5 separate regions of the Mus musculus genome follow, and regions 1, 2, 3 and 5 are each linked to region 4. A link is a contact called in public HiChIP or PLAC-seq, Micro-C and promoter capture Hi-C data. All regions are on one chromosome and are shown on one strand. Each heading gives the region's core, a stretch centred on a gene start, on an enhancer-like site or on the middle of the called end of the contact. The rest is flanking DNA. Distances are from core to core; before and after follow the strand shown. Region 1 holds the start of Lrrc3 (leucine rich repeat containing 3). Region 2 holds the start of Fam207a (family with sequence similarity 207, member A). Region 3 holds the start of Pcnt (pericentrin (kendrin)). Region 4 holds the start of Pcbp3 (poly(rC) binding protein 3). Region 5 holds the start of Prmt2 (protein arginine N-methyltransferase 2).

What was found. Hi-C and Micro-C count contacts between places; a contact is called where the count stands out from the background. HiChIP or PLAC-seq counts read pairs in DNA pulled down with a chosen protein or histone mark. Capture Hi-C pulls out chosen DNA fragments and counts their contacts.
Region 1: a Micro-C map of embryonic stem cells shows a contact between it and region 4, with 7 times the contacts expected there. The contact joins the promoter of Lrrc3 here to the promoter of Pcbp3 in region 4. A contact is called at or near these places in 1 of 39 promoter capture datasets (embryonic stem cells), 2 of 484 Hi-C or Micro-C datasets (both in embryonic stem cells) and 1 of 115 datasets of contacts at active chromatin or transcription factors (embryonic stem cells).
Region 2: a contact with region 4 is called in a Micro-C map of embryonic stem cells, with 4 times the contacts expected there. The contact joins the promoter of Fam207a here to the promoter of Pcbp3 in region 4. A contact is called at or near these places in 1 of 484 Hi-C or Micro-C datasets (embryonic stem cells) and 2 of 115 datasets of contacts at active chromatin or transcription factors (embryonic forebrain and pancreatic cancer cells).
Region 3: a promoter capture Hi-C map of liver shows a contact between it and region 4, with 2.6 times the contacts expected there. The contact joins the promoter of Pcnt here to the promoter of Pcbp3 in region 4. A contact is called at or near these places in 1 of 39 promoter capture datasets (embryonic stem cells), 2 of 484 Hi-C or Micro-C datasets (CD4 T cells and embryonic stem cells), 1 of 115 datasets of contacts at active chromatin or transcription factors (pancreatic cancer cells) and 2 of 9 other capture datasets (adipose tissue and liver).
Region 5: an H3K27ac HiChIP or PLAC-seq map of embryonic stem cells shows a contact between it and region 4, with 4 times the contacts expected there. The contact joins the promoter of Prmt2 here to the promoter of Pcbp3 in region 4. A contact is called at or near these places in 6 of 39 promoter capture datasets (embryonic stem cells, hematopoietic stem and progenitor cells, hippocampal neurons and 2 more) and 2 of 115 datasets of contacts at active chromatin or transcription factors (both in embryonic stem cells).

Annotation. Positions count from the first base shown.
Region 1 is chr10:77,901,230-77,903,929 of GRCm38.p6, forward strand. It overlaps Lrrc3 (leucine rich repeat containing 3), which reads right to left and starts at 1,307. Exons shown (of 2, transcript NM_145152.4): 1 at 1,170-1,307; 2 at 1-503. The coding sequence starts at 371.
Region 2 is chr10:77,514,431-77,517,130 of GRCm38.p6, forward strand. It overlaps Fam207a (family with sequence similarity 207, member A), which reads right to left and starts at 1,383. Exons shown (of 6, transcript NM_133998.3): 1 at 1,173-1,383. The coding sequence starts at 1,310. It overlaps 2810425M01Rik (RIKEN cDNA 2810425M01 gene), which reads left to right and starts at 1,468. Exons shown (of 1, transcript NR_163865.1): 1 at 1,468-2,511.
Region 3 is chr10:76,441,571-76,444,270 of GRCm38.p6, forward strand. Pcnt (pericentrin (kendrin)) reads right to left here and starts at 1,342. Exons shown (of 42, transcript NM_008787.3): 1 at 995-1,342. The coding sequence starts at 1,048.
Region 4 is chr10:76,960,517-76,963,216 of GRCm38.p6, forward strand. Pcbp3 (poly(rC) binding protein 3) reads right to left here and starts at 1,431. Exons shown (of 16, transcript NM_021568.2): 1 at 1,232-1,431. It overlaps Gm35664 (a long non-coding RNA gene), which reads left to right and starts at 1,625. Exons shown (of 2, transcript XR_380584.1): 1 at 1,625-1,659; 2 at 1,860-2,086.
Region 5 is chr10:76,236,536-76,239,235 of GRCm38.p6, forward strand. It overlaps Prmt2 (protein arginine N-methyltransferase 2), which reads right to left and starts at 1,330. Exons shown (of 11, transcript NM_133182.3): 1 at 1,215-1,330; 2 at 177-286. The coding sequence starts at 230.

The sequences.
Region 1 (2,700 bases), core at 57-2,556, 940 kb after region 4:
CGATTGTGGGATAAGTCCAGCAGCCGCAGGCCCCCAGCCAGACCTGAGAAGGCTGCTGGCCCAATGGCCTCAATGGCATTATGGGACAGGTCCAGCTCCCTCAGCTGAGGCAGGTGTTGGAAGGCTCCATTGGGGACTCGGGAGATTCTGTTGGCGTCTAGTTTCAGAAGCACCGTGTCGGCTGGGATGTCCCTAGGGATCTCCTGCAGCCCTCTTGAGCTGCAATGGACAGCCACGGCCCCAGCATGGTCAGGGCACTGGCAGGCCTGTGGGCAGGAGGCACCTAACCGTAAGCAGAAGAGGATGAAGAAGCAAGACCCCTGGGAGGGGGCCAGTGTGGCTGAGGGGCTCTGCCTGCCCCTGGGGCCCATGTTGCCTCCACCTGACCCAGGTAGCTCTTCTCCACTGGGATGTGCAAGCGACTGTCCTTCCTCACGTTGCAGGCAGTCATCCAACACAAACTCTTGTGTCTTCGCCTGCTGAAGAGCCTAGTGATCTCAGTTCTACAAGAAAAAAAGAGGAAAGGGAGCTGAGGGTGACCGCCACTGCACATTTCAATTCAATTTGGGAGGACGGGATCAGGGAGGAAAGGAATCGTAGGCATATCAGGTTTGAGGCAGGGCTCCGGGCTATCAAACATACCTGCTTTGTAACTTACTCTAGAAGATTCCCAAGGCCACCCAGAGAAGGCACCTCCCAGCTAAGTAAGACATCTAGGGCTGACCGATGGCTGGAGACTGGCCCTAGCTAGGCAGTTACAGAACCCTGTCCTAGCCTCTGGTCACCCACCCATAGCTGGGGACACAAGTCTGGGCGGAGGCCCAAGGATCCATCTCTTCCCCATCCCCCAGCTCTAGGCGCGTGCTGGCGGAGGTCTTCCCTCTCGATCTGTGCGAGCCAGGTCGGGCGGGGCAAGTGGCCGCGTTCACCAGTTTGTCCCCAAGCACTCGGCTACCTGTGACACCTTAAAGATCGCGGTCATCAATAAAGCTCGCCGCGCACCCTGAAGCAGAAGCTTCATGCCTGAGGCGCTGGAGACACCGGAGAGAAAAAGCAGCCCCCTGCGTGCGGCCCGGCTGGGCAGGGAGCGGCAGCAGAGAGCAGGGCGGCAAAGCAGGGACAGTGGAGCTCCGCGGGTGGGAGGCCACGCGGGCGGATGGGGGCTTTACCTGAGCGGCCGCCGCTGCTCAGCGCCTTCCGAGCTTCCCGGAGCCTGACCAGAGTCCTCCCGGCGCCGCGGCGACCCGCCCCGTGCCCACCGAGCGGCCAGTAAAGAAGGGAGGCGGGCAAGCCATGGCGGGAGGGGCGGGGGCCTTTGCTATAGGGGAGGGGCCGGCAAGAGGAGGGGCAGGGTGGGGCTGAGGCCAGAGGGGCGGGGTTTGTGTGTTGGGCGGGGCCTTGAGAGGGTTTTGGGAGGGGAGGAATAGGTGGAGAGGGGCCTTGCGATAAGGACGGCGCCGGTGAAAAGGGGTCCTAGTAAGGGACCTTGGTGTTCTGTGCTTTGGGGGACGGGGCTTAGCATGTTGTGGGTGGGAGGGGCCAGGTAAGGGCGTGGTCTGTGTGCTGAGGGGCGGGGTCTCTAAAGGGCTGTCCCGTGCGAGAGGCGGGGAAGAGGGGCTGGGGAGGGGAGGGTCCTATTTGAGGAGGGCCAAGGCCTTAAGGGGAAGGGTCAGATAGGTGAGGGGCTGGGTAGGGGCTGGGGCCTGCGTAAGAAAGAGCTAAACAGAGTTCATAAAATCCTACGGGGCGAACACCGAGGGGGGAGCCCAAGGAGGGGTGCACAGGGTTATGGGCGAGGTTTATGTGAGGGGCGGGGCCTGATATGTAAACTGCACTGACTGGGGCGGGATGTGGGCGGGGCCTGTAGGGGCGTGGGCGGGTTTAGGTACCGGCTTTCTAGGGCATTGGTAAGGGAAGGGTCCGTGGGCGTGCCACGTGGCCAAGCCCCGCCCTGAGCAGCCCCACCGCATGACTGACGCCCCTCACCCCAAGTCTCAGGTCTAAGGTCACCATAGAAAGGCAAATGGGAGCGTCGACGCAGGACCTGATCCTCAGCCGGGAACCTATCACCACCGGCCTCAGGAGGACCCCAGTCTTCCTTTGTCACCTGTCTTCCTCCGTGGAGTCTGCGTTTCCCACGACTTCCATAAATGGCCTCCTATCATTTTATCTTTCCGCCTCCTTATTTCGTGGTTCACCACGCTGAGTGGCTCCCTAGGTCCACTGTGCCAGTTTCTATACTGTAACCTGTTCGGCTCCGGCTGGGTTTTAATCTGGGACTCTAACGGAAGGGCCATGGGAGCGTTGTGCAGCAGCCTTGGGTGCATACCCTGAATGGCAGTGTCTGGAGCAGGGTAGGCTCCTTATTACACCCCACTGACAACACAGGCACATAGCCAACAGCTCCTGGTGGGCCCGTGGCTCTAACACTCTGGGTGTGGAACGGTGGCTTGAGCTGTAATACGGGTCTGTGTCACTCCAGAGGCTTATGGTGTGTTCTTCTTTGTTTCCTGTCTGCTCCGTTTCTCTGCTTTTCGATGAGTCGTTTGTTTTCTTTAATTTTGAGTTGTGAGAGTTCTCTGGAAACACCCTCCTTATCAGATGCATAATTTGTAAATATTGTTTCTTGGTCTGTGTGAACTGTCTTTCTATTCTCTTGACAGTTTTCCCCACAGTTGGTTTCTTTCTTTCTTCTTCTTC
Region 2 (2,700 bases), core at 133-2,632, 550 kb after region 4:
AGAAGAGAGAGGACATCAAGTTGACTTTTGGTTTGAGAGTCACACATCGAGAAGATGCTAAGGCAAAAATCCTCTACTTCTCAGCCAGGGAGGCCCCGGAAGAGTATCTACGTCCTTGTTCCCAGATCAGGCCTGTTCCTTCCTGCCCCCATCAGACTTGGGACAATCAGAGAGTCTTGGGGAGTAGAGCCACACTAGCACAGGGCCTGAGCACAGCCTCCCTGCAAACACATGCAGATCCAAGAGTAGCTGTGAGATAAGGCATGACTGCTGCTTACAACTGTATGCATGGGCCCTCCCAGGAGTGAGCAGAGGGAATCCTCTAAGTACTGGTCCTTGGGCATCTCTGAGGAACAAAAATAGGAACACCAACCACATAACCTTCCAGTGAGGCAAAGACGCGGCTGACCAAAGGGGCATAAAAACAATCTCTGTCAACACAAGGCTTAAATTTGAGCCAAGTTACCAAATTAAAAGAAAAATGGGAAAAATAAGAATCAATGGCTGCACGAATCAATGACTGCACAGCACCTCCCGTGGGTGTGGGTGTGGGAGAAAACAGAAGCTCTCAGTTTGGCTACAACAACAAATAAAAGCTGGGCACAGTGGGCTACAGCCTGGGCACGAGAGTGACAAGCTGGGGGGGGGGGCTAGGGTGAAACCTTGTCTCAAAAGAATAAAGAAAGAATGAGATGAGGTAAAATAAAAATAAATAAGATCCCAAAGGCCAAAGCAACAAGCAAGCGCCAGGGACACAAGTGCATGCCATGCCTTTAACCCCAGCATGTGGGAGGCAGGGGCAGGTCAATCTCTTATGAGTTCGAGGCCAGCCTGGTCTACAGCGTGAGTTCCAGAATAGTCAGGGCTACATAGAGAGACCCTGTCTCAAACACACACCAGAGACTGAGACACAGAGATAGACAGAGGCAGACAGACAGCGCCCTGCGACATTTCCAGAGCGTAGTGGGATATTTTCCCCCAGAGATGGAAGCGCTTCTGGAGCCTCACACCCCAACCGAGAAGGCATGACGGCTAAAGGTGGGCCGGGTCAGGACCCTAACCAGAGTGGCAGGAACACACACAGAAGAGGCGACACCCAACCATCCAGGGCTCCTGATCTTTGGAGATCCGGCTCGGCAGAGACCTGGCCCGACCGGCGCCCCACACCTCACCTTCGCCCCCGCTCCGCCCGCCGGGGATTGTGGGAGCGCCGGCTCCACGGCGCGGGGCACAGGGCCCGGTGCAGAATCCCCGTCGGGTCTCACGGCCGCCCGGTGCACACGAGCCCGCAGCGCCCTCACTTTCCCCATCTTCCCTGGAGGTTTCCGCCTGTTAGCAACGCCGCCTCACTAGTGGAAGAGCCTCCCGGAAGTGCTCCCAGACAGCCGGAAATAGAGCCGCGGCTGCGTAGATCGGCGTTCGGCCGGTCCCCGGAAGTGCCTCCCGTAGCGCGTGCGCAGTTGCGGTGCTTACGTCGCGCGCTCCCGCTAGCGCGTTAGACGTGTGGCGATGTGGCTGCAGCCAAGAGCCAGGGAAGTAAAACTATTGAAGCCTCGGGTGCACGTTACGCCATGTTTCTATCGCGCGCGTCTGGGGTAGAATAGGGAGAAAGGTTCACGTCGGTTTTACTCATGCGGGTCTCTATGTGTGCAGCTTGGCGTTTCGTCCTTAAAACAGGTCCTGGAGTTGGGGACTTTGCAATTCCACTTAAATGGGTACCAGATGGACCGAACGGCCTCCGTCTTCCTGCACAGTCGGCTCCGTGTCCAACAGCCCCTGTGCACCCAGTGCAGTATTGCTTAAGGAAAGCAAGGACGAAGGGTAATTCCAGCTCTTCACCCAAATGACACCTGTAAAATACAATACAAAACCAAAGTGGGCTATAGTTGGAGCCACAAAAGAAAGTTGGGCCCAGGCACAGCCAGGGTAGAGGCCTTCTGCCTTCTTCCCTTCTAGGGTAGAGAGCATCCTGGATGCCGGGACGTCTCTGCTAGGGATCCACAGTGAGATGGGATTTGTGGGGAGAAGGTGAGCCCAAAGCGGAGTCCGGTGCCCCACAGTGGCTGAAGTAGCAGAGCATGCCAGGGAGCAGAGCCAATAAGCATCTTTCCGATGCGGTTTCTCATCAGGGGATGCCTCCAGGTTCCTGCTCCTTCCCTGACGATGAGATCCAACCTGTAAGATGTAAAGAACACCTTCCTCCCCACGCTGCCTTTGATAAGTGTTTTTATCACAGCAACAGAAAGCAATCTAGAACAGTGAGTGAGTGGCTGCAGGCCAAGCAGTGCACTAGATGTGAAGCTGAGACAAACTAGATTGAATCAGGCGACTTGAAGAGACGTTTGAGCCAGAACAGCTGAATTGAATCAGCCAGTAAGAGTTCAGAAAGAGCTAGAAAAGGAGATCGTAGTCAGCAGTAAGCCTCCGAGACAACAAGGACATCAAGCGAATAAAAGTTACTTTCGCAAGCTTGTTTTGAGATGACCTGGGAATAAAGTCCATTGAACTCTTCACAACCTGGTTCATCTCCCCAGAAGATCTGGCAGCCAGAGCCACCCTGAAAGCTAGCCTGGCTTTTACCTAGGACAGATCCCCACCCCACCCCCCCACCCCCTAAATGTTTTCTCCTTCTCAACCCTCAGCAGTGTTCCTGTGCTCTGGGCTGTCCGATGGACCCCAGGTTCCCCCATGGAGGATGAG
Region 3 (2,700 bases), core at 92-2,591, 520 kb before region 4:
TGTGTATTTTGCATGTTTTTTCGAAGTGGGTGCAGGGTGATAGTGGTGGTGGGGTTGTTGACACAAATGAAGAATTGCTGTTACTAGGCGAACCACAAAATCAACACAGCCCTTTCATGAAGGCTATAGCTATACTGTCCTGACAGTACAGGGTAGGGACACAGCCTCTGGTTCCACAGCCATGATAGCTGGCCAGAGATCCACTTCCAAAATGTTCGCACCTTCTCTTCCTCTGAATCCCCATCACCTTTCAAATAACTATCTTGCCAGGCAGTGGTCGTGCATGCCTTTAATCCCAGCACTTGGGAGGCAGAGGCAGGAGGATTTCTGAGTTCGAGGCCTGCCTGGTCTACCAAGTGAGTTCCAGGACAGCCAGGACTATACAGAGAAACCCTGTCTCGAAAAAAACAAAACAAAACAAAACAAAAAAACAAAACAACTATCTTAACAGCCACAAGTGTTCCCAGGGTAGAGTCTCAAACAAATTCAAAATCTGAGGCAGAAGGAGGTGAGAAGAGGACCCTCGGTAGTATGGCAGTTGTGGGGCCCGGCCAGAGAGCGAACAACGAAATACAACAACAGGACACCACTAGGGAGCAAAGTTCTTGGTTCCCTGGGAAAATAAAGTCTGAAGACGGTCTTTAAAAAGCCTTGGACAGTTTAGTCTCAGGAAAGTGCCTGAGCACCGGAAGCACAACAACTAAGAATGCTAGGTGACCAGGACCCGCCCATGGCGCTCGGGCCCACCTACAAGTCGTACGTCTCTGACGCTGATTGGCTGTGGGTGTAATAGGGCGGAGCGAGACAGAGGGCGCTGGATTCAAGATGGCGGCGCCTAGGAAGTGAATTCCGCAGAAGCGGCGGGAAGGACAAGCGCCCGGCAGTTCCCACTGCTCCACCGCCACCGCTTGTGTCAAGCGGCGGTCTGAGCACCGGAACCGCTTTAGGATTTCTTCCCCACCGCAAAGCTGAGAGAAGGATGCTACCGTCTAACCTTGGCTCTCCCAGCCTCCACCTTCCTGCGCCGCTGCTCCTGCTCGTCTTCCATCTCCACCTGGGCTCCCGGCGAGTCGCTCGGAGGTGACAGGGCGGCGGCGACACCGCCTTCGCTCTATTTACACTCCCTCCCTTCACCCACTCGCCTCCCCACCCCCCATACACACAACTGTCAGCTTCGCCCCGCCAATCCGGAGCCCCGTGTGGCCTTGCGCACGCGCGCTCCGCTGACGCTCCAAGGGCGGAGAGCCATCTCTCTGGTCCCCAATTGGTACGCCGACGCTCTCCACCCTCTTCATCCACGCCAATGAGCGAGGCGCGGCGTTCCCGGGGCTCGCGGGCGTTCGTCGACTGGGCGGCGGGAAGGTTTGGACAAACCGTTTTCCCGAGGCGGTGCTACCTATCGCCCTCTCCCGACAGGAGGAGGACTTACATACCAGCGGCTCTCCATGCCTCCGGTGCGCTCTGGGCACTCTCTCCCGCACTTTGCCAAAGTCGTTTTTTCTGTCGCGATGTGTTTCTGCGAACACTGGGGCATCCTCTAGGATCCACCAGCCCCCACTTTTGGTTCTCAGGTGCAGTCAACTGGGAGTCCTGCTTCCCTTCTTTGACCACTTCGGCCCCTCCTGAACACGGTCCCCTGTCTTCAATCCAAATCCAAAGAACAGAGTATAGCCAGAGTTACTCATTGAATGACACCTAAAACTTAGACCGCTGTCCCCAGTGGACCCCAGAGTTGCCACCCAGGGCCGTTTTGCATTCACGCACACGCTTCAATGTACAGAGTCGCTGTGTGTTCAGGCACCTGACTCTCACTCCATCCATCACCTCTACCAGGAAAGTCTTTCTGCCATAAGGAAATAAAGAAACTATGGTCCATTTGTAGTAAGAGGCGCGTTTAAAGCTCATCGGTGGATTACAGGAAATTAGGAGGATTGGGCCCTTGGATTCCCTAGCCGGCAGCAGGTTCTTTCTTGCCTAACATTTATTAATTTATCATTGGGTTGAAACGTTGCAGGCTGTTAACATGACTAACATAAAAGGAGAGGATCTGAGCTCCAGGATATATGTCAAGAGCTTTGCATCCTGCACGGATAGGATAGGGAAGCTGGAGAGAGGGTAATGCCTATAAGAATGAATCCTCCTGAAGAACTCAGTAGTGTGGAATTTGGGAACAGGGAAATGCCGTAAGGGCTATAAAACCTATTTTATACCAAATCTGCATGACAGCCGTTTTTGCCTTCTCTCTAGGCTGACACCCAACTTTACAAGATCCAAAAAATAAATTGTTTCACTTTCATGACTCAAAAGACTTCAAGCCTCTTAGGAAGTGTCTCTTGCACTGATGAAAACACTGAGTGGGTGGGGGTCCCTCTGGACAGACCTATCCTCTAGGATATGTTGGTCTCAGTCTTTGAGCCATGCAATATTTAAGGAATGTTTGAAGGGTGGTCGGTCATATTTTACATATCAAAACTTAAAGGACTGGAGAGATCAGCAGTTAAGAGCATTAGCTGCTCTTCCAGAGAACCCCCAGTTGATTCGCAGTACCCAATGGTGGCTCACAATTGTTACTCCAGTTCAGAGGATCTGATGCACACCTCTGGCTTCTGAGGGCACCAAAAACTCATGTGGCGCACATTGGTACCCATAAAATAATTTTTAAAGTATAAATAAATACCTAATAATATTTATTTCTTTGAA
Region 4 (2,700 bases), core at 181-2,680:
GAGAGAGAGAGAGAGAGAGAGAGAGAGAGAGAGAGAGATTGAGAACCGGCGCCTGTCTAGTCTACCTGTTCAGGCTCTAATGAATGGTGCGGGGAAAACCTGAGGAGAACTGAGAGGAAAGAAGAAAACAGAAGACCACGGTGGAGGGGAGAGGAGAAAAGGCCGCACCCTGCCCTCGCCCCACATCCATCCTCTGGGCTTCCTTTTTTTTTCCTCCCCAGCTCGTCTCAATCACAAGACATCCGTCTAAGCCTTGCAAGTCCCAGTGAGATCACAGCTATTGTGTGTTGACCCGAAAGCCTGCAGCGTAATGTGCCCACTAACAACTTCTGAATTTAGGGAGGGAGTAAAGAGGCCTGGGTTTTCCTGAGTGGCTCTACCCCGACCCCCGACGTAGGCCAGGGCCAGTTACCGTCAGACTTTCACAAGGACCCTAGGCCGTGCCTGAATCCAAGAACAGGCAAGACCATGCAGAGCTGGAGAGTGAGCCCCTCACTGGAAACTTCTGTCTAGGACCCTGTTCTGGCCCCAGCTCCAAGCCCAAGGGGCTATCAAGAACTACTCTATTCCGGGAGCCCGACCCTCGGCCCCACACTTCCCCACCCACCCACCCACCTCTTTCTCCCTCTCTCTAAGTAATTCCTGCCTCAGCCTAGGACCCCGGTCACAGCCTGGGAAGCTGCTTCCCTTGACCCTTTGCTCAGCCTGATACACATGCCTCTGGGATTCCCATCTTCAGTCCTCCGACCATCGCTTTGGCCTGGGATACCCCCACCCTGCTTTAAGCCTGGGACTCTGCACTAAGCCCTGGAACCTCAGCCTTGAGCCCTCAGAGCTCGGTACTCAGTCCTAGATCCCCGCCCTCAGCCTAGGACCTTGGTCTTGGCCTGGGACCCCTACCTTCAGCCCGGGACCCCCGCCCTCAACCTGGTACCCCCTATTCTCTCCCAGGACCTCCGCCCTCAGCCTGGGACCCTCACCTCAGCCTGGAATCCTCGCCTCAGCTTGGGACCCTCGCCTCAGCCTAGGATCCCGGCCCTAGTACTGAGATCGCCAACCTCAACCCTTCCCCCAGGATCCCCAACACCCCAGCTCGAATGAAGTTTTCTGACTGCGAACTGTCCGGTCCTCTGGCCTTTGGAGGGGTCTCGGCCGGCCTGGGACGCGGCATGCGAGCTACCTCCGCGCTGGACCCCCCCACACACACTTCAACCCGCCGCCACTCACTCACCTGCCCCGCCGCGGACAGGGAGGCCGCGGACCAGGTAGAGCCTATGCTGCCGGTCGGGTGGGGCAGAGGAGGCGTACACGGCGCGACGCGAAGCCCGATGCGACCCAGCGGCGGCCGCGGCGTCTCCTAGCTCAGGCGACGGTAAGCAGCGCCTCGAGCTCTGGCCGAAGCACTGCGCGCGGCGAGGACCCGCCCCCTCCGTGCAACCAGCCACTCCTGCGCAGCCCGCCGCCTCTGGCCCCGCCCCCGCTCAAGGGCAGGGCCTGAGAAAGCGGGCGCCGGGAGCCAATGGAGCTGCGAAACGGTGACCATCACAGCCAATCAGGGCACGGAAAGCTCTCCGGCTAGAAGCCGTTTAGCGTCGAAGGGCGGTTAGGGTTGGGCGGGGCCCCACTCTGGGGCTGGGAGGAGGCGGGGCTTCTGGAAAGGTTAGTCAACTGGCGGGGGCGGGGACAGTACGGGGCGGGGCCAGGGCCGGGCCTGGGGCGGGGCCTCCAGAAGGCTAGAGGGAAGGGAGTGGATGCTTGGTTGTGAGATGGCTGCGGGGCCTGCATCCTCTGCAAGTGTTTGGCACACGCAGCTAGCGGGAGACTGCAGACACCCAGTCTCGCACGCGCTGATATTCTAGGGAGGTCAGTTGGACCCACAGCCTTCGCGACTATGTGGGCCTGATCCGTTGACCGCAGCCCTTCGCGGGTGCCCCTCTCTGCTTGGAAGCCTTTGAAAGCCAACACAGCCCAGACTGTAGAACTTGTGTTTAGGTTCTGGGCCTGCACACCTGTCCACAAGCGATTCAAAGCCGATGGAAGAACTGGCTGTGGTAGTGGCTGTGGGAAAACATGTCATGTTGTTGTTGTTGTTGTTGTTATCTTTTGTGCACCTTTCCTCAGAGGTGTCCTGCTCTATTTTGTGTCAATTAACTATCGTTTTCATCGGACTAAACTTCCTTCATCTGATTGCTCTCTATTAGCTTAGGCTTATTCCTTTCTGCACACCACGAAGGTAAAGGAACCAGGCCAACTTGTAATTCCAGTACTGATAGAAGCTGCGAGTCCTGGGAACTCTGCCTTCCATCAGTACCTAGATACCCAGGAGCCCAGGGTCATCCTTCCTGGCTTCCTGAAGCAACCTGAACCAGCCAGAGAAGGCCTCTTTGGACTTGGAAATCAAGCTTTGCCCTTCATAGGTGGAGAGAGTGATCCACATGTTTACCTCCAGACTTTCGAGAAGCATCTCTGGGAAACAGAGTTGCTTCTTTGTTGTCATATGAACAGACGGGTGAGCAGAGAAGTGGGTTGAGGGTGACATTCTAGCTGAGATGACAAAACTCATCCCGCCCTGAGCCTCAAACCCACCAATGACTCACTTCGGTGCCAATAACGATATATCATACATGCAAAGGGGTGTATACATAGCTCTGTCCCCTCATCCCTCCACCTGTTACAATCACGATCTCTATGGTAGAGTCA
Region 5 (2,700 bases), core at 80-2,579, 720 kb before region 4:
GTTCATGACAATACACAGCATGGGACCTAATGACCAGACCCATCCCCCTGCCTCAACGTTCTCTAAATTCAAGCATCCTCCTGTGAGCCAGGACCTTGAGAGACAAGGAGAGTGACATCACCCCTGTAAGCTGGTACTGTTCCTCTGTATGATCATTACACGTGGCTCTTACGTACCAGAACCGGGATGACCTGTGACTCGCTGCAGGGACCTTCTCCTGGTGCCTCCATAGTTCAATATGATCATGTCTCATAACTGGGGCTTTACTTCAGTTTCTCTCCCATGCCTACTTGAAAGAAGAGAGAGAAGCACAAAGTGTTACACTGCCTGGTCAGTAATCTCATTTCACGGCTACAGTTTACTGTATGTGTTAAGAATGGAACAGGATTGGCGTTTTATCATCACAATTCATTAGAGGGCTTTTTAAATTAAAAAATCCAAATGCTGTGTGCTTCCTTTAATATGCTAGATTTATTCCTCTGAAGTCTCCTTTTTTAAGAGATATTTATGAAGCCTCTTTTTACTTAGAATAAATCAGTATCATTTTTTTTAGGAACACTTAATAGCTTAAACTCAAATTAAAACACCTTGCCCAGTACTTGACCTAACCCACAGGCAGAACTGAAATCCCCATGCCCGACACCCTCCTGTTCTTTAATTCTATTTTTTTACCCCCAGGGGCAATGTAACCCTAACTGGCTCTGAGATTACATCGATTCTTTGTTTAAACGCCTGTTGTGCGTCCAGATCTGGACTTCATACTTACTTCGTAATAATTAGAATCACAAATTATTTACAATTATATTTTCAGTGAAAAGCCTGGGAGGGTGCCCGGAGGAAGAAAGACAATGAATTGGAGGGTTCTCCAGGCCAAGCAGATGAGGCCATAGAGGCCAAGAATATAGAGGCATGGGGGATGTGGCTCGGGATACAGAAGGCAGGTGGGCGTGGTCCTGGAAGGGCGTGGCTCTAAGAGCCAGCGGAGGTGCGCAGGGGGAATTGAGAGGTGCAGCGAAAGGAGAGCGAAGAGGGCGGACGGTGCTGAGAAAAGGGGAGGGGGTAGCTGGAATAGAACCTTCGAGAGGGCACTCTAAAGCCTCCAGAGGGGGCGGAGGCCTCAGTGCGCTGGAGACATGCACAGGGAAGACCTTTTGCCTAGCTTGCCCTGCCTCACTTGCGATCCAGATGTCTAAGCTGTCCATTAAGAAACCTACCTCAGCCGCGTTTCTCCGCTGAATTCTAGGCTATACCAGAAAGGAACAGACGATGCCCACCCGAAGCCTGAGCCGCCGCCCTGGACCTGCGCAAGCGCGGAGCACTCCAGCTGGCCGAAGAGCACGCCCCGCCCAGGCCTGGGTGTCCTGCGCAAGCGCAGTGTGTATAAACTCGGTGCTGGTAGCTGTAGATAGTCTTGAGACAGGGGTTTTCTCTAAGAGCTTGTCACTCAGCGCAAGCGCATTTTCTGTCCCTGCTTCCGGCCGGTCGCATTGGGCCTTAAGGCTGCAAGACGCAGGTGAGAAAGTGTAAGGATCGACTTACCGGGAGATCTGTGGGAAGACTGGACTCCGGGTTGGAGGCCACAGGTGGTGTAGACCGCGCCCCCAGCGGATTCGAACCGAGGCAACAATTGGCAGGCTGAAGCAGGAGTGCGTACTAGCGCTGTCCTGAGTGTACCTGGGACTGCCGGTGTGTTTGATGCCCTTCTCCGAATGCTTAATAACCTAGTTTTGATCTGAATCAGCTTCTGCAGAATGGGACCCCCCTACAGTATCTTGGACTAAGTTTTGATCGTGGAACCAACATAGCTACTGAGACACGAAACACACCAGAGACCCCAAGTCCTGAAGATCCTGTGCTGAAGGGGTTGGGGGCGGAGGAGCAATGACACTGACATCAGGTGACCCTAAGCAAGGTTTCTTAAGCTTTCTCCACTAGCAATCCCATCCTACTCAGAAAGTTTTTCAGCGACTCTAGGTATCTAAAATAGGCATACGAATCAAACATTTACTGATAAGTGAATCAGAAAAGAATTTATTGTAAAACTCGGCATACACACAATTTTACCACTGACTAGAGACAAAAGCAGATTTGCATACTAATTAGGTGGATGCGTTTGTCCAATATAATCTAGACACTCTAATACATGCTGAGGAATGATAGGGAAATATTAAAATTCTTTGTTTTCTATAATTAAACCATCATGCTTCGGTTCGTGCAGTAGAAACACCACAGCTCATAACATAATCAATCATTCCAAACCTGCTGTGAGGCATCTCAGGGCTTGCAAGGCTTGTGCAAACCACACCTGTTGTGCCTTCAGTCCATCGGTTCAGTGGAGTCGCACAATGAACTGCAGCCAAGGGATGGGTCTGTCTGTGTGAGGACCTGGTCCTTTTTTTAAATCTGCCCAGTTTTCCATTTCCACCAGATGAAGAGGGCTGAAGCTCTGAGCCAGGATGCCACAGGTTGAAAAGAGTTTCCCACAATCTTCCAAGGCAGAAAAAACTGTCCTCAGAGCCCCCAGTGTGGCAGGCCTGAGACCTATTCTTGAAAGCCTGCTGGTGCCACGAAGCTCAGGCTCCAGGCACTAGGATCCACCCTTGCTAACCTAACATAGGAAAGGGTACCTGTGGTGGCTGAATAAAGAATGTGGCTTTGTAAGGGCTGGAGGTGGCTTAGCAGTTAAGAGCAGTTACTGTT